Linked DNA regions of Mus musculus: regions 1, 2 and 3 are each linked to region 4. Evidence: chromatin contacts called from public capture Hi-C and promoter capture Hi-C data. All regions are on one chromosome and are shown on one strand. The core of a region is the stretch at or near the end of the contact, and the rest is flanking DNA. Distances in the headings are between cores, read along the strand shown.

Evidence for each region. Promoter capture Hi-C pulls out the DNA fragments that hold promoters and counts their contacts. Capture Hi-C pulls out chosen DNA fragments and counts their contacts.
Region 1: a promoter capture Hi-C map of embryonic stem cells shows a contact between it and region 4, with 8 times the contacts expected there. The contact joins the promoter of Cass4 here to the promoter of Cyp24a1 in region 4. A contact is called at or near these places in 5 of 39 promoter capture datasets (the HPC-7 cell line, cranial neural crest, embryonic stem cells and 2 more).
Region 2: a contact with region 4 is called in a promoter capture Hi-C map of embryonic stem cells, with 10 times the contacts expected there. The contact joins the promoter of Fam210b here to the promoter of Cyp24a1 in region 4. A contact is called at or near these places in 3 of 39 promoter capture datasets (cranial neural crest, embryonic stem cells and hippocampal neurons), 1 of 15 datasets of contacts at CTCF or cohesin (the NIH/3T3 cell line), 1 of 484 Hi-C or Micro-C datasets (the G1E-ER4 cell line), 1 of 115 datasets of contacts at active chromatin or transcription factors (embryonic midbrain) and 1 of 9 other capture datasets (embryonic stem cells).
Region 3: a contact with region 4 is called in a capture Hi-C map of embryonic stem cells, with 7 times the contacts expected there. The contact joins the promoter of Mc3r here to the promoter of Cyp24a1 in region 4. A contact is called at or near these places in 6 of 39 promoter capture datasets (the 3T3-L1 cell line, cranial neural crest, frontonasal cranial neural crest and 2 more), 2 of 115 datasets of contacts at active chromatin or transcription factors (astrocytes and embryonic forebrain) and 1 of 9 other capture datasets (embryonic stem cells).

Annotation. Positions count from the first base shown.
Region 1 is chr2:172,391,149-172,396,538 of GRCm38.p6, reverse strand. Cass4 (Cas scaffolding protein family member 4) reads right to left here and starts at 2,895. Exons shown (of 7, transcript NM_001080820.3): 1 at 2,534-2,895. The coding sequence starts at 2,569.
Region 2 is chr2:172,343,672-172,349,529 of GRCm38.p6, reverse strand. It overlaps Fam210b (family with sequence similarity 210, member B), which reads right to left and starts at 3,953. Exons shown (of 3, transcript NM_025912.4): 1 at 3,683-3,953. The coding sequence starts at 3,868.
Region 3 is chr2:172,246,222-172,251,818 of GRCm38.p6, reverse strand. Mc3r (melanocortin 3 receptor) reads right to left here and starts at 3,327. Exons shown (of 1, transcript NM_008561.3): 1 at 705-3,327. The coding sequence starts at 2,959. The coding sequence ends at 1,988.
Region 4 is chr2:170,493,658-170,499,274 of GRCm38.p6, reverse strand. It overlaps Cyp24a1 (cytochrome P450, family 24, subfamily a, polypeptide 1), which reads left to right and starts at 2,130. Exons shown (of 12, transcript NM_009996.4): 1 at 2,130-2,758; 2 at 2,911-3,101; 3 at 3,858-3,951; 4 at 5,103-5,199. The coding sequence starts at 2,501. It also overlaps a transcript of Pfdn4 not described here.

The DNA of each region.
Region 1 (5,390 bases), core at 1,646-4,145, 1.9 Mb before region 4:
CACAGACACTCAAAAAAATGGAGTGAATAATCAGATGGAGGCTCCTTGGCCTGGGAGATGAAGACTGGACCCCCACTCAGGGAGGGATCCCCTCAGGCACCACCTTACTGGAAAGGGGTGTCTTGCATGAGCTGAGATTAGAGCACCAGAGCTGGATGGCATCGGTGAGGTCAGAAAGAATCCGTATTTTAAAGAGTCCTAGAAACAGGGCGCGGCACAACAGACATGATCTGGGCCCTGCCAAGTGAGAAGCAGCGCCTGGCTTTTCGTTTGTTTCTTGAGGCAGGGTCTATGTGGCTCAAGCTGGCCTTGAAGTGGCAGCAACACCCCTCACACCCCAACCCCTGCCTCCAGCCTCCCTGGAGCTGAAAGTCCAAGCCACGCCCCTCTTCCTCTCCCTCCCCCCTCCAGCATGAGATGGCTCTTTGTTGATGCAGTTCACTGACCCCATGGCTATGGTGAGACCACAGTGGGGGGCGGGGGGGGGGTAGCCAGATGTCTTCTTCTTGCTCTGCTTAGGCAGGGCCGCTGATTGCCCATGGGGGTCGGGGGGGTTTCTTCATATGCAAGATGAGGCTGAGAAGACCTGTCTCATGGGAAGGCTGCAAACGGAGTCCACACACTAAGGGAGTGAGGACTAGTTGGGTGCTCCATGGAGCACCTGGTGCACACGCAGTGAGTGACGGTTAGTTATTGGGCCTTGCACCAAACAGACAAGCGGGCTGTGCATCATTGCCCGGACAATACATATGCGCTTACAGATTATACTATGACATATAAAACGTGCAGAAATGAGTGGTGCCAAGTTTCAGATCTTAAAAGCATCTCAGCAGAAACAAAACAAACAGAGCCGACAAAGTTGTGAGAGACAAATAGGAAATGGGTTATTCCAGATTAAGGACAAGACCTGGCAAAGAGTGTGACCTTGAGATGAAGCCTTGAACTGGACAAACAGACCCAAGGGTGTTTTTGGAGACTGTTCTGACGTTCAAATGGGCTCATAATACCTATGTGAAGGTAAGGATACAGGTCAAACGCACAGGAATGAAGCATGTCCTGCTGTTGTTGATGGCCCTGGCTGAGGATGCCTTGAATTCCCCATCATCTTGGGTTACAGGCCTGTGTAGCCCATGCTGGGGACAAAACCCGGGCTTTTGTGCCTGTGAGACAAGTGCTCTGCCAACGGAACAACATCCCCAGCCCAGGAGGGAGGAGTGCAGGGCTGGCTATTTATTTTCACGAAGCTGAACAGCAACAGTGAGCAGAGCTGTAGCATCAGTCGATGTACAGACAGAGGCCGTATGCCGGAGAGACAGACTGCCGGAGAGACAGACTGCCCGGAACTGCGGGGATGCCTTTGGATGAAAGATTTAGTGGGGCTGGCTCAACTACTCACTTCCCCAGCGCTTTGTGGGGCAAGATTCTCAACTCAGATATTTACAAGTCATCTAAACAAGGAGTCGCCACAGACCCCAGCCCTGGATCCCACGCCCAACACTTGTTACTATCACAATGACAAGCAACATTTAATTCCGGCAAGCAGCCTCCCATTTAGCAACTGTTTCATGGCTCTTTTGTATCTACCATTCTATCACATTTTGAAAGAATAGGAGGGGACAGAAAAGCAACGACTGTGAGCTTCACTTTCCTTGTGATCTCTCCTCCTTCTCCCCAAGCCCCCGCATACAGTATGGGTGTGTGAAACCCAAAAGTTGATGTCACAATGTCCTTCTCCATCACCCACCCACTTTATTTGTGTGTGTGTGTGTGTGTGTGTGTGTGTGTGTGTGTGTGTGTGTGTGTGGAGTTGGAGTTGCTTGTCTTAGGGATGCTGGCCAGAGAACTACAGGGACCTTGCTGTCACCTCCTTGCCGTCTCTGGGGTTACAGGTACACGCTTTCATGCCTGTTTTTTTTGTTTGTTTTTGTTTTTTGTTTTTTGTTTTTTTATGTGGGTACTGGGTACTGAATTCAGGTCCTTATGCCTGTATTGCAAGTACCATCGTCACATCTCAGGCTCCAGTGCCCTTCTTGGGTTAGCAGTGTGCCATGCTATACATATGCTATAGGACCGTCTCTTGGTTCCTGGCCCAGACTTGCAGTTTGTACCAGAGTTCCAGTCCCCAGCGCCCAAAGGAACACGAAGGCAGTTCATGGGTGTCCTTATTGGAGTTAGCAAGAGTAGAGCCAAGGTCTAAGCTCTCTCTATTCAAGAGAAGTGAGTGCCCCAAGCCAGTCAGAATCCTTGAGAGCCACACTAAGCACCTTCAGGATGCAGAGAAAGAGAGAATGTTTAAGAAGTTTGCTGAGTGGTGAAGAGACACACAGTGGGGGCTTGGGCTGTCTGCCTCCTGCCGATTTCACCCCATCATTTCCAGTCATCTTGAAACCAACAACTGGTAAAGAGCAAAGCTTTCTCATTCCAAACCTGCCTGCCACTAATAACCTACCCTTCGTGTTCATTAGAGACCCAAAGATAAAAACAGTTGAGTCAACTGTTGCTCTCATGCACTCAGCCCCAATCAGTCACTCACCTTGGGCGCACCCTCTCTGATGCTGGTGCCTCTCATGGCTGTGATGTGAGCAGGGTCCTCGGAGTTCTGCCGCTGATATATCTGGTTCCAGGGACCAATGATGCAATATCACTGCATGCTGCTGGCTGGTTCCCAGGAGCTGGATTCTATGGAACTGTTTGCCAACACATGGAAACAGTCGAGATGATTCTTTCAAGTAAAGAGAGTCAAATGAAAGGAACGGGGGAGGCGGGGCCAGAGCTTCAGGCCACACCCACGCCTCCATGCCTGCTGTCCCACTTCATGGTAAGTGGAGGCTGACACTCCTTTGCTGTGTGAAACCACAAAAGAAGAAGAAGGAGAAAAAAAAAAAAAAAAAAAAACCCACCCTTCTGCTTTACAAGGTGAAGTTCCTACTTTGAGCAGCCCAGCGTAGGATCACACCGCATTCTTGTCCCTTGAAGACTAATGGAACAATTCCCACCCAGCGAGGCAACACATTTCCATGATGAAGCAAAGCTGCTGGACTTCCGCTGAGGGTCAGCATGTCTTCCTTCCTGTCCCCTGCGGTGTGACAGCTGGGGTAACAGGAGTAAACTGCCCTGCTCTGAACCCCACGTTTTCTACACCTTCACTCCAATTCTCCGTGGTTATATTTTAGCGGGCGCTGCTGAGAGCACCAGATACTGCCCCACACTTGGCTCTTTGTGTCAAGCGAGTGCTCTGAACTCATGAAGTGGAGTCCTCACGACTTCCCAAGTTTAAAGTTTCCCTCAACTCAGACCCAATATCCAGAGAGGAGCCACGGAGTACAAAAAAAAAAAAACCAAAAAACAAACAAAACCAAAACCAAAAACAAACAAACAAACAAACAACCCCAAAAAAACCAAACAAACAAATAAGAAAACAAAACAAAAACCCAAAACTAGCTTAGGCTTCATTTCATTTCAGCATAAGGGTCCCCTCTTCTAAGCAGCTCCTCCCAGCTCCCCTGGGATTCGATCTGTAGACCAGGCTGGCCTTAAACTCACCAAGACCCACCTATTTTTGCCTCCCAGGTGTGAGATTTAAAAAGCATGCCATAGCCAGACCACGGTGGCACTCTCCTTTGATACCAGCACTCCCAGAAAGCAGAGGCTGGCTAATCTCAGTGAGTTTAATGATAGCCTGACTTACAAAGTAAGTTTGGGGCCAGCCCCGAACTCAAAGTGGAAAAAAAAAGTAAATTTAAAAAAATTGAACCAGTGAGATGGTTCAGTGGGTGAAGCTGTCAGCTGCTAAGCTGAAAACTTGTTGGAGTTATTGGAATTACACGGTGGGAGAAGAGGACTCCTGCAAGCTGTCTTTCTGACCTCTGCATGCATACTGCCACTCGTGTGCATACTTCCCTCCCCAGATAAAATAAATGCAATCAAAACAAGCAAACAGATAGAATGCTGTCTCTATTTTAAATGGTCTTTAAGGAACCAGTGATCAGCAATCTGCAGGCGACAGTAGCGAAAGGGGGTGACAATGACTAGACAGGATGAACAGGCTCTAGACAAATGTAGAACCGGGCATGCTCCCACCCCCACATCTACAGTGCTGAGACAGGAGAACAGCTGCGACTTTAAGGCTGTTCTGGGCCACCTCAGAGTTCTAGGCCAGTCTGGACTACGGTGTGAATCTGTCTTAGCAAATAGAAGTAGCTGTCAGCCACATGCTCCCTGCCAAAGTCCACAGGGAAGAAGTAGTAATTTCCAGAAGGCTTTTCACAAGAGAGACACATTCTGAAAAGGGTGGGGTGCGTCAGATCAGAGGCAGTGCGAGCTCCATTTTAGGAAACGCTGTAGCTGCAGAGAGGAGTTGTGAATCATAAGAGCTTCAGCCCACTGCTCTGCACAGGGACAGATCAGAAGGCGTGCTCTCGCTCACCGAGCCAGGCATCCCTGGTAGCAGGCCACTCTCCATCAGTCATCCAGTTTTTAAAAAAACGTGTGTGGTGTTTTGCCCATATGTCTGTAAATGTGCAGGCAATGTCCACAGATGCCTGACGAAGGCGTCAGAGTCTCTGGAACTGCAGTTACAGACGGTGTTGAGCATCTTTTCAGCTGCTATGCCACTGACCTTAAGTCCAGATATTTACTGAAGTGATCCCCTCATGCCTGCTTCCTTCCTTCTTTCCTCCTTCCTTCCTTCTTTCTTCCCTTTCTTTATTTCTTATTTCTTGTTTTTGTTTTTTTTTTTTTCTTTCTTTGAGACAGAGTTTCTGTGTGTAATATTACTGGCTGACCTGAAACTCACTTTGTAGACCAGGTTAGACTCACTTGCAGAGATCCTCCTGCCTCTGCCTCCGGAGTGCTGGAACTAAAGGTGTGCACCACCACTCCCAGCAGCCCTTCCTTTGTTTTGAAATAGAGTCTCATGTAGCCCAGGCTGGCCTCACATTTTCTATGTAGCTAAGGATGGCCTTGAACTTCTGATCCTTCGGCCTTCACCTCCCAAGTGTTGAGATTATAGGCACCATACCCATGTATGTGGTGCTGGGTGTCAAACCAAGGACCTGGAGCATGGCAAGCAAGCACTCTGCCAACTGACCTATAGCCCAAGCACTCTGCCAACTGACCTATAGCCCAAGCCTCTGCCAACTGACCTATAGCCCAAGCCTCTGCCAACTGACCCATAGCCCAAGCACTCTGCCAACTGACCTATAGCCCAAGCACTCTGCCAACTGACCTATAGCCCAAGCCTCTGCCAATGTTGATGCTTTAAATAAGGCAGAACTCAACAAAAAAGCATTTGTTACTTATACTAATTTCTAAAGGCAAAAATGGATGTGGGGATCTGAGAAAATTCCTGAGAGTGAATAACATCCCTAACAAACACATATCCAGAAAAC
Region 2 (5,858 bases), core at 2,704-5,203, 1.8 Mb before region 4:
GGTACTACTGTGTTTTGAGCAGGAGTCCCCAAACTGCACCTACACAGCCACTTGCTGCAGCTCTGGGTCCTCACTTCCTACTCGTGGGATAAGGCTCAGCACCCTCCCATGTCCCTCGCCAGCCCCAAGTGCACAAATCCTACTTTCTGTGGTTTCAGAGCAGGGGGCAGCTAGAGGACCCTTCTCTTTGTCCCTCTGCCTGTGAGCCCAACCTTGATTTTTTGCAGATCTGGGTAAAGGCCTGAGGACTGGGCCTTGTCATCATCATGTCTGGAGGTGCCTGGAAGGTAATCACTAAACTTAGAGAAGAAAGCCCTGGCTCACCCGGCCTCTGCGCTGGCCCCGCTAGCAGGATGTGCTACAGGGAGGGAGTGTGGATGTGTCCATCCCTCATGTTAGATGGAAATCCTTCATGAGTCTCTCTGCATTGTAGCCTTCAAGTCCTAAGCAAACTGTATCTCCATTGGGCTTTGCAAGGCTCCCCTATCTAATTTTAGTATTTATTTTATGGGTTTGGGTGTTTATCTGCACGTATGTATATCTATGTACCAGAGGCCTCAGATTCCCCTGAAACTGGAGTTACAGAGAGTTGTGAGCTGTCCTGTGGGTGATGGGAATTGAACCCCATGTCCTCTATAAGAGCAGACAGTGCTCTGAATCACAGGATCATCTCTCCAGCCTCCTCCCCTCTCTAAAACAAACAAATGTCTGGCCCTAATGTTTGCTCCTCTAGCCTGGTAGAAGCTACTGTTTATTTTCTGGCTGGAAGTCTGGCTGCCTTTCTATTCTCCCTTCTGGGCCAGAAGGCCTTTTGCCAAACCTGAGAGTATGAGACAAAGGGGGCCTCAGCAGACAGCTGTGGCTGTTCTGGGGCACGGAGACTGGGCCATAACTGAGATTGCCTGGGCCAAGTGTCAATGGGCTTTTGACTGACATTGGCCTAATGGAGGTGCGGGCACTGGGATGGTCTGCAGATTGTCTTATCAGCTTGGCCACCCCATCTGCAGCCCAGGGGAGGAGAGAATTACTTATCAGAAGGGACCAGAGCCCCTGTGAGCTTTTTAGTAGGGGAGTGCTTGTCTCAGGGAGGGGGGAGTGGTAAGGGCTGGCCAATAAAAGAAAGCCGAGGCAGCTTTTCTTCCTGTCCCCCAGAACCAGAACATCTAGAAAAGTCTCTCCTGTAGGGAATGACCATTCTGGCAAGACATGAAGGACCATGCATTTTTCTTCCAAGTCCTAGAGGGATTTAAAGAAGCTGAAGCAAAGGGATTCATGAGAGTGGCTGGCAAGCAATGGGGCACCGGTAGATACTCTTTCCCCACGAAGTACTGCTGTTTGCCACCTGCAAGGGCTCTGGACTTCCCTGACACACTGACACACTGACCTCAAAGTGCTCAGGCGGGGATGCATCTCAGTGGTAGAGCGTCTAGCACATGCAATACTCTCATTTCCTAGCACAGTATCAACCCAGCTTGGCGGTGTAAGCCTATAGTCCTTTGGAGGTGGAGGCAGGAGGATCAGAAGTTCAAGCCTATTGAGTTGAAGGCCAGCCTGGCTGGAATACAGGAGACCTTGTCTCAAAACAACCAGAGGAAGCCATATTAGAAAAAGAAGGTTGATTGAGTTGATCACGCTGTGTGGTAACACTTGCTCCCATCCATTTGATAAGTACCGTATGTGTTGACTTTGTACTGGGCCGTGTTCTGAGTGCCATGAAAATCTTAGTTTAGTGCAATCCTCACAATATCCCCATGAACAGAAGAGGATCTGCAAAGTCCGGGGTGTGTGTGTGTGTGTGTGTGTGTGTGTGTGTGTGTGTGAGCACATAGCCAGAGGCAGCACAGCCCAATCCCAGACCCAGCACTGTGCCTGTCAGAGTGTTCCAGAGCAGGGACATTGCAACAAACCAGACGGACAGACCTCTAAGAAGACTCTGACTTTAGGGAGCAGAGAACAAACAGTGAAACCTAGGGAGGAGACACACCAAGACAAGCAAGGAGTGAGTCAGGAGGGATGCTGCTCATTAGATAAGGGACGCCAGCCAGCAAGCCACTTGCATACGAACTCCTCCCCCTCCCCCCCCCAGGGTCACAAGTGGCCTCCACTCACTTGGTCTATGTGACCCTGAACCCTGAGCTCTGAAAGGGCTCCTTGTGTGGCGTATCTCCCCATCTCTGGCACAGTGCAGTCCTTGCTGTAGGCAAGAGGTTGACATGTCACTCAAGACACTTGATTTACTATCTAGAACATTTGGAGACCCCAGCTGGCCTCCCAGTGAAGGCAGGCAGGTTGGAGGTGGAGTGGGAATGCCGGACTGAGTCCCAGGGCAGGTCCCTCCCCCACAGTTGGCTTCTTGAGGAGTATCCTTTTTGAAGTACAAGCTCAGCTCCTGGGCTCTGGAGGCCCTGGGCGGTGTGACACGGATGACAGAAATCACTGGTGTCAGCCATGATGTACCAGATGCCAGCTAGCATGCTGTCGCCTATCACATTCACCCTCTGGGAAATGACTTAGTAACATCTCATTTTACAGACATGGAAAAGGGATAGCGTTTGATCAAAGTGATTGACTTAGCAAGCAGAGACATGGATCCTATGAGCCTGAGACCAGACTTATCCTTGCTGTAAACACACCTGTCAAGGCAGAGTGTGTGTTTAAGGTTAGGGTTAGGGTTAGGGTTAGGCTACCAACAGGGCTGATGTGGCAGAACAAGGTGAGAGGTTGTACCAGATCGTGAAGGCAGCTAAGATCTGAGCGCTAGAGAAGAGACAGTATAGGGCGGGGGGGCACACTACTGGTAGTCAGGGAAGACTTTCTGGAGGAGAGGGAAGCTATGCGGTGCCCTGAAGCACGGTACGCTGTGAGTATCCTGACTTGTGCTCAGGAGCAGAGCTGAGGCCAGTGTCCTGTCTGTCAGGCAGGAGAGAGGGGAAGGAAGTCCTTCCATCATTGTGCTCGGCACTCAAGGAAAGCGACCAATCCCTAACTGAAAAGCCACGGGAGCAGACAGTACTCAGAACTGCCCGATTCATGGCAGTGATCTTTCTTTCAGACTCCCCCAGACCTCGACGCTTCCGATCTACTACTTCTGAACTCCTGCTTTTTTTTTTTTTTTTTTTTTTTTTTGAGACCTACTTGAGATATGCTGCTGTCTGAATGGAAGCTGGTTTTCACTCTGAGCACTCAGGGCAAGTAACCACAACAAAACGGGATGGACTGCCTGCTCTGAGCCTGCTCTTCCAGCTAGATAAAAGGGTGGCGCAAGGAGCACAGGGAAGCGGTAGATGTACCGGCGGCACCGGCGATGCCGCCTCCTGGGCCCAGTGCCCAGGCCTCAACTGAACTTCAAAAGGAACAAGTCCAGGGGCCGGACTGGAAGTTCATATAGAATTCAGGCCCCTTGCGATCGGCTCGGTAACGCCACTGTTCTGGCTTTCGAAACTGGGGCTCGGCGGGCGACTCCATGACCTTGGGCAGCGCACCATTCCACTCCTAGCCTCAGTTTCTCCGGCTGCTAACTGAAAGAGATTTTTCTCGGATTCTAGGAATCTGAGAACTCAGGGACCCCGGAGGTGACCCGTTTCGGTCAGGTGCAATGTAAAAATTGTCCATTGGGGCTGGCCCTGGCACGGCGCTCCGGCCACTTGGGGATCAGGGTCCGAGTGGCTGTGGGGAGTCTTACCTGGCGGCTGAGACAGTCCCCGCGGGCCGTGCGCAGCAGTCGGGCGTCCGGAACCGGATGGGACAAGGCTAAGGCCCAGAGCGGTGGAGCACAGGAGGTGGCGGTTCCCAGGAGCCAAGGGGCCAGGGGCCGCAGCCGGGTGCTCACTCTTCCTGCCGGGCCAAGCAGCGTCAACAGCCCGGCCATGGCGCGCCGCGAGCGCAGCTCCAGTGTGCCCACTCGGGAATCAGCTCCAACACAGCGCGGTGGGCGGGGCCGAGACCGGGGCCTCGAGCTCCACCCCCCGACAGGCCCCGCCCCAACACCTTTAGGGCCCGCCCCCGGAGCGGAGCTGAGCGTGGGATAGGCGGGGCTCTATAGCGGAGCGCAGGTTTTGGGCTCCACCCAACAGCTCCGCCCTCCGCAGAAGCAGCCTATCCATGAGTGGGTGGGGCATCTGGAGACGCTCGCTCTCTTTTGTTCCCGCCCCTCAGCCCCGCTTCCTTGGCTAAGTTCCGCCTCCTGAAGCGGAGTGGGCGGGGCTGGGGACCTGCCAAGTCTATCAGCCTAGTTCTCAGGACCTCAGGCCAGTTCTTTGTGGAATGCATTTTCTCAGAACTTTCCAGGATTTTGAGTTTCCGGACTGTGGAGCGCGGCTGGCGGCTGTTTCAAGCGAGGGCTAATGCATTCTTTGTTTTTCCTCTCAGCCGAATGGGTGAAACCTGGAAGACTGATGCTTACGTGAATGCTTTAAAGAAGAAAGGAACTATAGAGGTTAACTCTCACTTGAAGAAGCCCTCTAAATGAGCCTACTATATCGCGGCTGTGAACATGAAAGCAGCCACTGTGGAGAAAAGTTTTGTACTTTCACAGATAGTTAAAAGTACACAAACCAGGTTGGTCAGCAACTCCGCTCCCATAGTGTCTCAAGAGAAGCAAAGACTCACATTTCTGTCGGACTAAAATCTGACAAGAGGGCACTCTCTCTTACCTGGTGACTATGCACTGCCTGGGGACTTGGGCCCACAGGAAGGCGTTGCTGGCATTAGATGTGGCCCCTCTACCTTGGACCTCTAGGCCCATGAGCCAAAATTAACCCTTCTGTTCTTATAACTTAAAGAAATAATAGTAAACTGTTATCTTGACATGGTGGTGCAGATCTGTAACTCAAGCACCCAGGAGGCTGAGACAGAAGGATTAAGAGTTCAAGGCCAGCCTCGACCCCAGGAGAACCTGTCCTACACACATGCTCAGAAGACAGCAATACTCATAGCAGGGCAGTCCAGATATCTGTCAGCTGGAGAATGGAACTTCCATCTGTGGATCACTTGCTATCCAAGCTGAGTTCCACCCTGGGGCCCAGGCAAGGTGGGGGTGGGGGCTGGGAGGTGGGGGGAGAGAGCCACAGTCTCCACAAAGTGCTCCTCTGGCCTGTACACATGCTCCCTCCCATGCAATAATAATAAAAAAATTTTTTTAAAGTAAGGCGTGAACACCTTCATCCTAGGGACAAGTCTCAGGACTGCTTTGCCAAATGGAAAATTCCAGCCACAAACACAACATGCAGGAGGATTTCATCTTCAGAGAATGCAAAGTTCACAGGCAAAATTCTGGACCCCCCCCCCCAAAAAGGTCAGCGGCTATCTAGGATTGTGAGTGGGATTTGGGCGGGGATTCAAGGAGCAGGGGGCTGACAGGGCAGTGAGGGTCACCACAATAAGCAAAGCTCACTTTTATGCAGAGCAATCATACTTCAGTGAAACAATGCCAGCGGTCCCCAGGACAGGCACCGTGGCCCAGCCTATAACTACAGTATTTGGGAAGTAGAGGCAGGAGCTCCAGACCAGCCCCCAAGCTCAGTCTCCTTGACCCAAAAGAATAAAATGTATAAAGCTAACATTCTCAAGATGTGCTGGCTGGATTCCAGCTTGGCAGAGCTCTCAGAGTCAGAAACCACGCTGGTTATGCCTGAGCTCTGTTTGTGGTAGTCCGGTACCAGTGTCTGAAGGAGGCAGACTGATCCTGTGTGGACTGCTTCTGCTCAGGGTGTTCAAGCTATAAAGATGAGTTAAAGGTATAGTCCTAAGCCGGGCGTGGTGGCGCATGCCTTTAATCCCAGCACTTGGGAGGCAGAGGCAGGTGGATCTCTGAGTTCGAGGCCAGCCTGGTCTACAAAGTGAGTTCTAGGTCAGCCACA
Region 3 (5,597 bases), core at 2,078-4,577, 1.8 Mb before region 4:
GTCCTTCAGGTCCCTGGGACTGCATGTGTTCACATCCAAAGTGACACCACTTACAGATTTGCTGACAGGCAACGATGAGACAATGTGACAAGCAATGTGAAAACAGGAAAAGTGATTTCTCTCCGTCTTGTTTTCTCAGAGCAAGGTCATTGCGATTCCTATGGATGTTCCCGTGGTTATGATTTTCCATTTTCTGTATTTGCTTTCTGAGTAGCTACCCACAGTTCCTTTTATTTAGTGTTTTATTGAAACCATGAGGACTGGCAGTGGCTGAGGAGCCAGAAGCCTGGTAATTTGGAAAACTAAATGGGAGAGTTTTGTGGTTTGGCTAAAAAAAAAAAAAAGCATTAGCAAACACTGCTTTCTTACCCATATTACTTTTAAGGTTGATTTATCTTTATTTTATGTATGTGGGTTCTTTGTCTGAATGGATGTCTGTGCACCACGTGCATGCAGTGCCCTCAGAGGCCAGAAACGAACGTCAGACCTGGAACTAGAGTTACAAATGGTTCTGAGCCACGATGTGGGCTCTGGGAATGGAACCCCAGCCTTCTGCCAAGATCAGCCAACGCTCTTAACCACCGACCCACCTCCCCTGCCCTCAACACTCTTTTAATACCATCTGCATGGATCCTGTGCTGTGTCTGTTTGTGGGATGCACAGGGTGACTCCGGGGGCGCACCACAATCTCACACGTGTTTTATGGTCACTGAAACCAAAGCCTTTATTATCTCCCAAGCATCACGATTAAAGCAAGAGAGAAATGATGTCTGTATCATGCTAGCAGGAGAAACTCAAGCACGGTCCCTCCACCTCATGTATTCAAGAGCAGGAGAACACAGACCGAGGGAGATATCACGAGCTGAAGTTGTCTAGGGCAAGAAGGGATCTGGCTGTTGCCAGCAGCACACAGCGGTGTTATACAGCAAGCCTGTATGTGCATCTTCTTGCCCCGCAGTGGTGGGAGTGACTGCTTTACTTGACAGGGTTACAGAAGTTGCCGACAGGGTCATTTGACTTTAACACGGCATCTAGCAAAAGAAGCAACAGCCAAGACAGCCTCTCTTATAAATGATGTTAAAATAACCATTTGATAGACAACGCACTTACCAGGAGCCGGAAAGGAGCTTGGGAGTAAGTAAGGAGAGAACAAGGAGGCAGACCCAGCTGCTCAAATGATCACCAACGGCAGCAAGGCAGTTTCTAGTGAAACGCACACCTTCCTGCCTGCACTTTCTTCGCGTTTGAAAGGCAGAGACGAAACAGTAGAAGACCATCGTTTTGTTTGTTTGTTTGCTTGCTTGCTTTGTTCTTTAAAGAGTAACATCTACCTTGCAGTGGCCAGGATCCTAGGACCTCTCACTGACTAGAGCGCTTTGATGTATTAGGTTTGAAGCTTAGATTTTAACGAACAAAACTCCAACAATAATAACAACCATGACAACGGCACAGGGAGAAGGGGGTCATGTCTCTGTGCAGGGGTTCGGGGAGGCTGGCACAGATGTAAGTTCTGGAAGGGAGCAGCAAATATCACATTGTTTTCAGGGCTTCACTCAATCTCCCACAGAATATGTGCAAAGCTCTCCCGGTAGTGGTCAGGAGGTGGCCGCTGTGAGCCAGGATGCTTGCCGGAAGTCTAAGCACTCTTTCTGCTCACGAGAGCCCTCCGGTCTGGTTGGCTTGAAGCACAGTTACTGGTACAAAGCCAATAAGCAGGCAGGGGCCACAAACCCTGGGTGCCTAGCAATGAACACAGATGACACTCAGGGCTGCTTTGCCTGATTCTTCCAGGCTATGTGCTAGATCAAACTGACTTACCCACACACAGATCCTCACAGACAGCCCATCCTACGCCGTGTCCCGTCTGCAAAGGGCCACGAGCTTACAGACGAAGCCAAGCACAGTTCCAGCTCCTAACACCCTTTTACGTCCCGTCTGAGCGTTGTTTTTGTCTCTTGGCTGGATGTGGAACACCTCCACGGGCATCCTAGCCCAAGTTCATGCTGTTGCAGCCGCAGAGAATCTCCTTGAACGTGTTGCGCAGCTCCAGGCTGCGGAAGGCGTAGATGAGGGGGTCGATGACGGAGTTGCACATGATGAGAACCAGGTAGGTGTTGAAATGGGCCGTGTAGCAGATGCAGTAGGGATTGGTGGGGCAGGTGATGATGAGGACCAGGTGGAGGAAGAAAGGCGCCCAGCAGAAGATGAAAACACCCAGCAGGATAGTGATGGTGACAGCCCCCTTCATGCAGGAGTGCTGCTGTGGGGCCACCACGCCAGCAGGGGGCAGCACTGCGATGCGCTGGACGTGGAGCCTGGCGAAGAGGAACATGTGGATATATAGGGTGCCCATGAGGAGCACCATGGCGAAGAACATGGTGATGAGACACACGATGACCATCTTGCTCTCGGAGTAGATGATGAACATCACGCCGCAGATGCCGCAGCAGACCCAGATGACCCCGATCAAGGTGAGGGCTTTCCTCACTGTCATGATGCTGTGGTACCGAAGGGCATAGAAGATGGTGACGTACCTGTCGATGGCAATGGCCAGGAGGTTGCAGATGGAGGCCACCAGGGAGATGCAAATCATAGAGTCGAAGATATTATCCATGTGCTGGATAAACTGGTCCTCCAAGGTCAGGGAGTCGCTGTTGATCACGGCGATCATGATGGTCTCCAGGGAGTTGGACAGGCTCACCAGCATGTCGGCTGCAGCCAGGCTGCACAGGAAGAAGTACATGGGAGAGTGCAGGTTGCCATTCCTGACCACAGCCAGGATCACCAGGATGTTTTCCATCAGACTGACGATGCCCAGAGCCAGGAAGACCTCCGGCTTGATGAAGACCTGCTCACAGAACCCACTGCCGCTCCGGTTGCTGGCAGGAGGGGCTGCAGGGTGCTCAGAGAGGTTAGGCAGCATCGGAGAAACAGAAGACAGGCAGCAGGAAGAGTTCATGGTTAACAGCAGGTCCAGTCCCAGCTGCGGCTCCTGCAGGGTCCTGAGCAAGCTGCTGGGGAAAATTCTCCTTCTAGGTGCTTCTCTTGTGGATGCTGTCCAGTCTAGACTTTAGTTTCTCCAGAGAGGGAGAGATAGATAGATAGATAGATAGATAGATAGATAGAGAGGGAGTGGGGCTTGGAGACATAGAAAGAACTTTCCTTTGCGGTCTCCAGCAATCAGTGCAGAGTCTGATCAGCCTGCCTCATCCCCTCTAGCTCTGACCCTCTCTCTCCAGTCTTCTCTCATCCCCACCCGACACCCGTTGCTACAGTTACAGCTCTACTTCTAGCGAGCCAGGGGTTGTGGGACTTGACGCTAGATGTGAGAAGAGAGAGCACTCGGGTTTTATGCATCGGAACTCCTACTTCATCTCCAGTGCAGCAAAATGACCACTGAGCAGCTGGCACTGTCTGACTGACAGCAGGTCGGGGCTCCGGGTTCCACCGGGGAGATGAGGAAGCAGATTGGCGCCCCCTGCAGTCCGGACTGCTCACCTGCGCTCGTGTAGGAGTAGTTCGGACCTGCCCGGTAAAGAGAGATCAGCATTCATTCTGCTGCTGGCCGTTTGTGGGTTGGTATGGGTCAGGTCTGCACTGGGTGTAAGAAATACAGAAGGAAACAAGAGAAGCGCTGGCCCAGCCCTTCCCCCGACCCCCGCCACCGCCAACCAGCGTCTAGGATGGAGGAAGAGAAATCAGAGAATTGTGCTCACACATTGACAATATTGCAGCTGTCACCCAGGAACTCCATAGAGAAGCAAGTAACACAGTCACGAGAATTACACCAATTTTTGTTTATTTCCAAGAACACATAAAAATGAAACCTGCACTAATAGTTCATTAAACGTGCAATTTAATAAGTCTAAGACACAATATGCATGCCTTCATTTAAAAATAGTTTATTATTAAAGTATGTCAACTGCTCCTGGCCCTTCGGGGAGTCTCAACCTTTTTTGCTATGGGAGGAGAGTGTTTGGCTCCAATGTTGATGGCTCTTGATTGGTCAGGGCATGATTTCTGGAGGCTGAGGTGGTCATTGCTACTTTCTAAATTACATCAGCATCTGGACCTGGTAGAGATGTAGGCTGGTCTGAGCAGAAGTTTCCTGTTTGTGTCAAGTTGGGATGTGACAGATTCATGGCCAAACTATCTTGGGCTATTTTATTTTCTGCAGACAGGGTATCACCTATGCCAGGCTGGCTTTGAACTCACTATGAAGCCAAGGATAAGGTTAAACTTCTGATCCTCCTGCCTTTGTGTGCCGACTGCAGGGATTGCAGGCACATCACCCCGCCTGGCTTCTGAGGTGCTGGGGATTGAACCCAAGGCTACATGCATGCTAGGTAGGCACTCTACCAACCGAGCCACATCTCCCAGCTATCTTTGGCTATATTTAGACCATATAATAGCCATCCTGTGTGTGATGTAATATTATATTGTGGGTATCACCTACTACGGGAGACCTTTGGGAATGTAATAAATTTGCAGATCACCAATTCCCACCCACCCCACCTCACGACACAGCATCAGAAACCCAGAGCAAGAAGTCCCCAGCTTTGCTGTAACCTGCCTACATGCTATGCCCACTAATATACTTGAAAGATACCATGATTTATTACTTTCTTTTGTTTTGTATTTATAAAACCACATGAAAACATTCCCATACTGCAACCTGATTTGGAGATGAGCTGAAGCCATATATATGTACCAGGCGTAGCCACTCATACTTGCTTCCAAAATAAACAACCTCTGGCTCCCTTTGAGGTGGGAGCTGTGCTTTCTTCTGACTTCAAGATGCTGAGGTAGGAGAGTTTTGAGTCCAGGTCCTGCTTGAGCTACAGAGTGAATTCAAAGCTAAACTGGGCAACTTAGTGAGACCCTGCCTCAAGATTAAAAACATGAAGAGGGCTGGGATGTAGCCCAGTGGTAGAGCACGTGTCTAATAAGTAAGGAGCATGAGTTTGATCCCCAGTGCTCCAAACCAAACCCTGGACGTCAATGAAGCTGCTAGACAGATGAACCTTCCAGTTTCCTGGCTTTTCTGTGCATGATTCCATGCTCTTTGCTAGCTTTTCACTTGCAACACAACTTCTCTTTTTAGATGGGAGCTATACTTTGCAGACCCTGCCACACGTAGCCTGACCAACTGAGCCTGTACACTACAGTATAGCTCAGGGTGATGGACACAAATCAGGAGATCATGGGGGCAAAGGGGAGGTGTTCTTTGCCAAGGACCCGTCCTAGACTGCGATATAGATGTAGGTTTGGACTTTTATGAAGAGGTGATATCCAGTGTGTGAGTTGGTGGGGTGAAGGTTGGGGCTGAAGGATGTGGGCGGGACCAAGGGAAGAGCTGTCTCTGGGAGGGTTGAGGTAGAGGAGGGCCCTGGGCAGAGGCCCTACCATGCTTGAAGTCTGGAGGGAATAAACATCTGGGGCAGGTGGGCATGAGGACCCCACTGGACCTCTGCATCAGAGTCACCTGGAGCAGTAGGAGCCAGGGCTATGCCATTTTGGTTGGCCTGTGACAATTTTCAAAACTATAGTAATTTGATAACCAGAACTTAAGTATTGAAGTTTCCTGGATGCTTTCC
Region 4 (5,617 bases), core at 881-3,380:
GGGTCTTTGCAGCATCCAGGCACAAGTGAGAAGAGATGCGGAAATAACACCTCCCTCTAAGGATGCATGCTCTCTGCCACTCTCTGCCACGTACCCAAACGAGAAAGTTCTGATCCCACCCTCCTCTGGGGCACATCGTCATGGAAGGAATACTTCCATCGCCATGGAAGAGAGTGATATGATTGGCCAGGTGATGTTAGGCATGGTGAAATAAACCATCAGCCAACACTCTAGAGGTGGAAACAGGAGGATGAGGGGTTTGAGCTAGCCTGGGCTATGAGACTGTCTCAAGAAAGCAATAGAAATAATGATACATATGGATGTCGATGCTGAAGAGTCAGGCTGGGTTAGAAACTGGGATCCAAATGCCATTGGGGCTACTAATGTCTGTGACAATGGGCAGGGGGGTGGGGGTGGGGTTACGGTTCTTTCACGTGTTTTTGATGTTGAGCTGAAGTGAAATTTGTCTCCTGGCACATACACAGCAGAGAGCTGCCTTGTCTGGCCTCAGTAGGAAAGGATATGCCTAATCCTGCCAGAGACATGATAAACCACGAGGGTGGGGGTGGGGGGTATCCTCTCAGAGGTGAAGGGGAAGTGGAGGGAGGAAGTGTGAGGGGATGGGGGAGGGGGCAGCATTTGGGAGGTAAATACATAAATAAATTATCAATCAATAAATAAGTATTGGAGTGAAATTCCAGTTTTGTCACAGGCTCTTGAAAGTCTAACATATGGTACTTTCACATGGCCTACAGTGCACTACATATATTATAAAATGTATGTTTCACAGAAACACAAGAGACTACATGAACTTATAGTGCATGCCGTATACACGACAGTGCATATTAACATTGATCTAGTGGATTTCATATAAATTATTGCATATATGCAGTTTTTGTTTGTTTGTTAGCACGACCTCTTAGGGGAAATTCGAGACGACAGTATTGGAGCACAAATCACAAATTTGCAAAAGCCTTTCCAGAAGCAGACAGGTGTTTACGGAAGACTTTGCTATTGCTTGGGTCACAGTAACCTTCGGTCAGGTGACTGGAAAGCCGAGGAGGAAAGTCTCTGCCTCCTGCCTGGTTGCTGGCGCTTGGCATTGGAACAGCAGGAAACAATATGAGTCACTTTAAATCAGTGAAGACCAATTTCCTTTCCAGAATTAGGAAAGTGAGCTCTAATCTATCCAGATACAAAAGCAAGGGTGCATCTGTGGCTAACTCTGCCTGCTTTAGGGAGAAAGTGGGGGCGCTTAGGAATCGGTGGGTGCCTCTGCTCTGCGAAGGGTGGGCGGTGTGCAAGAAGGAAAGGCTTAAGGGGACATTGGGAAGCACTCCAAAGGAACCAAGCCATGCCCTCAAGGCACTCCACAGTCTCCCGCAGAACTAAAGCCACTAGCATCCTTTGTTGAGGACATACACCTGTGTACGTGCATTCATTTATTCGGTTCCCTAACAACCCAACCCGAAGCATCGAGGAATCTGGTAAGGAAATTCTGCAAATCGCATTGGGCTTTCTTGCCTAGCTTAAGACCCTGGGTAAGAAAATTATCTCCGCCCCCCCCCCCCCCCCACTTGTTGGTATATCCTAGTAAGTTTCAAATCCTCTCTTCCTTCAGAGGCTCAAAAAGGCAACATTCATCCAAAGGAAGTCCAGCTCAGGCTACGAAAACTTGTCTCCCGGGATGTTGGGAGGCAGGCTCGCTCTCCACTCTCTTGGCAAGCGCGGGCGGTCTTCCGCACTGTCCTCAGGAACCTTGCCCGCCCTGAGTGGCGATTGTGCAAGCGCAGCCTTGGGCTCCTGCAAGGCCGGCTGCAACCTGCAGGAGGAGGGAGAGGAGGCGTGCTCGCAGCGCACCCGCTGAACCCTGGGCTCGACTCGCCTTTCTCAGGTTATCTCCGGGGTGGAGTCCACCACGGTGCGTCCGCCGGGCCAGCAGCGTGTCGGTCACCCGAGGCCCCGGCGCCCTCACTCACCTCGCTGACTCCATCCTCTTTCCACACCCGCCCCCCGCGTCCCTCCCATCCTTGCCAGTCGGTCCCCCTCCGCCCTTATTCAGCGTGCTCATTGGCCACCTCCAGCATGCCCTGTTCCCATAAATACGAGGTCCCTAAGCCCGGGAGCTCGGGGAGGCACAAGGAGGTACATCAGACCTGGCGGCATCCCTTCGACCCTCCTTGACCCCTCGTGGCTTTAGACCTTAGAAGTCAAATTTGCAAAGCCACAGAGTACTCGGGCCAAACCCCGGCCGCTCTTCCCCAGCCACTGTGGCCAGCTCAGGGCAGGGACCTGCGCCCTAAACAACTGCACCTTGCAGCATCCCTGGGCATCTGCCTCTTCCAAGTCCATCCTGTTGTACAGTATTTTACCACACCCGCGGCTTCTGTTTGCCTCTCTTCCCCAAATCGCCAAAACTTCAGAACCCAACAGCACTTCCGAAATACCTTACCCATTTCAGTCCCTACTGCTCCTCGAGTGTCACGGGTCGCCTGCTACTATGAGCTGCCCCATTGACAAAAGGCGCCCCCTGATCGCTTTCCTGCGCCGGCTGCGGGACCTCGGGCAACCCCCAAGGTCCGTGACATCCAAGGCGCACGTGAAGCGTGCGCCAAAAGAGGTGCCCCTCTGCCCGCTGATGACCGACGGTGAGACTCGGAACGTCACCTCCTTACCTGGACCCACCAACTGGCCACTGCTGGGCAGCCTACTGGAGATTTTTTGGAAAGGTGGCCTGAAGAAACAGCACGACACACTGGTAAATAGTTTGTTTCCTAATCACCTATTGTCCCCTGTTCCCTATTCCTTCCGGTCGGGGTGGCAGGGGGAGCTCAGGTCAGCAGCTCGAGGCAGAAGCGCCCGGGGCACCTGAGGATGCGCGCTGATGGCATTTGGCCCGCCCCGCTGCAGGCAGAGTACCACAAGAAGTATGGCCAGATTTTCCGGATGAAGCTGGGCTCCTTCGACTCGGTGCATCTGGGCTCGCCGAGCCTGCTGGAAGCTCTGTACCGCACAGAGAGCGCGCATCCCCAGCGGCTAGAGATCAAACCCTGGAAAGCCTATCGGGACCATCGCAACGAAGCCTACGGGCTGATGATCCTGTGAGTCAGTCCCCTCTGCTGGACGGAGACGATGGGAGGCTGGACGTGCGGGACAGTGGGGAAGGGGAGTCGTTAGAGTTCCCTGGGACGTATGGACAACGAATATAAAGCCCCTGCTCTACCTAGAGCTGGTGCCATCCTGAAATTGTGCTGTAGAGAGTGGGTTCCCCTCACAAGCTATTCAGTGAAGGGATGCACACATGCTGCCTCCCCCAACAGGACACATCAAAAGCACCATGCCCGCTTTATTTGGGCTTCACCTTCCAGGTGTCGTCTTGGGCAAGACTTAACCCTAACGTCAAACCAAATATTTTAACGTTGTTTGACAATTTTATACGTGTTTATAATGTATTTCCGGTCGCATTCATCACTCAGTGCCCTCTCTGATACTCCCACCCACTCCTATTGAGATTCTCCCTTGTCCCAACAATTCTCTCTCCTATTTTCATGTTGTTTTTATTTTGTGTTTATAACTCCCTGAGTTTGCTCGCATGACCATAGGTGGGGGTCATTTAGAGCACAGACATCTTGTCAGAGCCTACACCACTGAGGAAAATAACTACCATAAACTATCAGCTCACGGAGAGACACAGTGAGCCTCTTTCGGGTCAGTGATGGCTGATGGCGGCCGCGAATATTCATTGAGAGCTAAGATTCCTGAGACTTTTCCAGGCGATCTTCAGGGTTAGTTTTTGCGCTCCCCGAATCACTGCGCAGCCTCTTTCGTGGTGCTCTAAGCATACCCCTTCTCTGCAGGGAAGGACAGGAGTGGCAGCGGGTCCGCAGCGCCTTCCAAAAGAAACTCATGAAGCCCGTGGAAATCATGAAGCTGGACAAGAAAATCAATGAGGTTTGTGCACTGGGGCCAGCTTTCCTGCGGCTCTCTGCGACAGAGAGCTGTTAACCGGGGGACTTTGGGTCACAGCTCTAAATACAAAGGGAAAAGAATTGTGGATCATGGGTGGTTGAAGGGAGATGCTGTCTCTCTCCGCCTTTCATTCCTTCCTCTTCCCGCAAACTCATCTGCTCCAAATCCTAAAGTAATCCCACCGAGGGAACAGTTACAAGCTTCCTGGGCAGTTCCAAGGCTTCCACCAGCTAGCAGTGAGACCGGGCTGTGTTATTTAACTTCTCGAAGCCGATTTCCCAGTCTTTAGAGCCCCTAGTCTACAGTACTGAATGTGATGCCTGCTTCTAAGAGCCCTAGGCGGCAACACTTGAGGCGGGGACAGGGGTGGCAGGAGCGGGGAGGCTTTGCATTTGTAATAGGAATACAGTGGTAAAGAATCTGGGCGCGGGGTGGGGGATGGGGGCATGTTCCTGTAGAGACCGGTCTTCTGAAAACGTAGAGGAATAAAATGGCATGATGTGTCCAGAGATTTTGTACTCCGTGCTGATGTATGATTCTAAAAAGATTCTGGACCTTACCCGCCCCACCCCCCATCCCCACCATCCCCCTATGCCTGCTTTTCTAGTAAAGTGACAGATTCAGAGTACTTTCAAAGTGCATTACATAAGCAAACTAAACATGCTCCTCTGTTACCTGCCGGCTTTATGAGCCTACATCACACACACATACACACACACACACACACACACACACACACATGCGCACACACGTGCACACACTCACACACACATATACACAAAACAATTGCCAGGGACACTCTTTTTTTTTTTTTTTTTTTTTTTTTTTTTTGGTCTTTCGAGACAGGGTTTCTCTGTGTAGCCCTGGCTGTCCTGGAACTCACTCTGTAGACCAGGCTGGCCTCAAACTCAGAAATCCGCCTGCCTCTGCCTCCCAAGTGCCGGGATTAAATAAAACACACCTGCAACTGCAGTTTCAGTGGCTGCAGGAAGAGCTTAGGGAACAGCACAGGACAGGCCTGGGGGAAGACATCACCACCAAGAGCAGAAACGCCCTCAGAAGAACTCCCTGACCTGGAGGCTTCTCTCTCCCTCCTGTGATGCAGACGTGCCTTTCTTACTGCTTTCTTTAAGGTCTTGGCTGATTTTATGGGGCAAATCGATGAGCTGCGTGATGAGAGAGGCCGCATCCAAGACTTGTACAGCGAGCTGAACAAATGGTCCTTTGAAAGTAAGTTCTTGTTCACTTACGCTACAGGAGATCGGGGGCGGGCGGGGGGGGGGGGGCTAAGGCTCTGGTCTCCATAATGATAGATTATCACCAATCGAGACAAGGCCACACAAACTGGTTTTAGTTATAACTTATACTATAGGTTGTTGGTGAAGTCATTCAACAAATACTTCTGAAGCAAATGTTATGTGCTAGACACTATTGGGTACCAGAGACACAGCAAGGAACAAAATAGACAGCCTCTTTGCCCTCACAAAACTACAATTCTAACGTGACAAATACTGGTAAGGACATTTACAGGGGTAAGAAGGAGCAGAGACATGGGCCTCGGTGAGAGACTCCTCTCTGCTAAGATGAGTGTCAGATTATAAGGGCAGGAACGAGAAACTTAGATAGGTCTCTGCAGATGAGTGTTCCA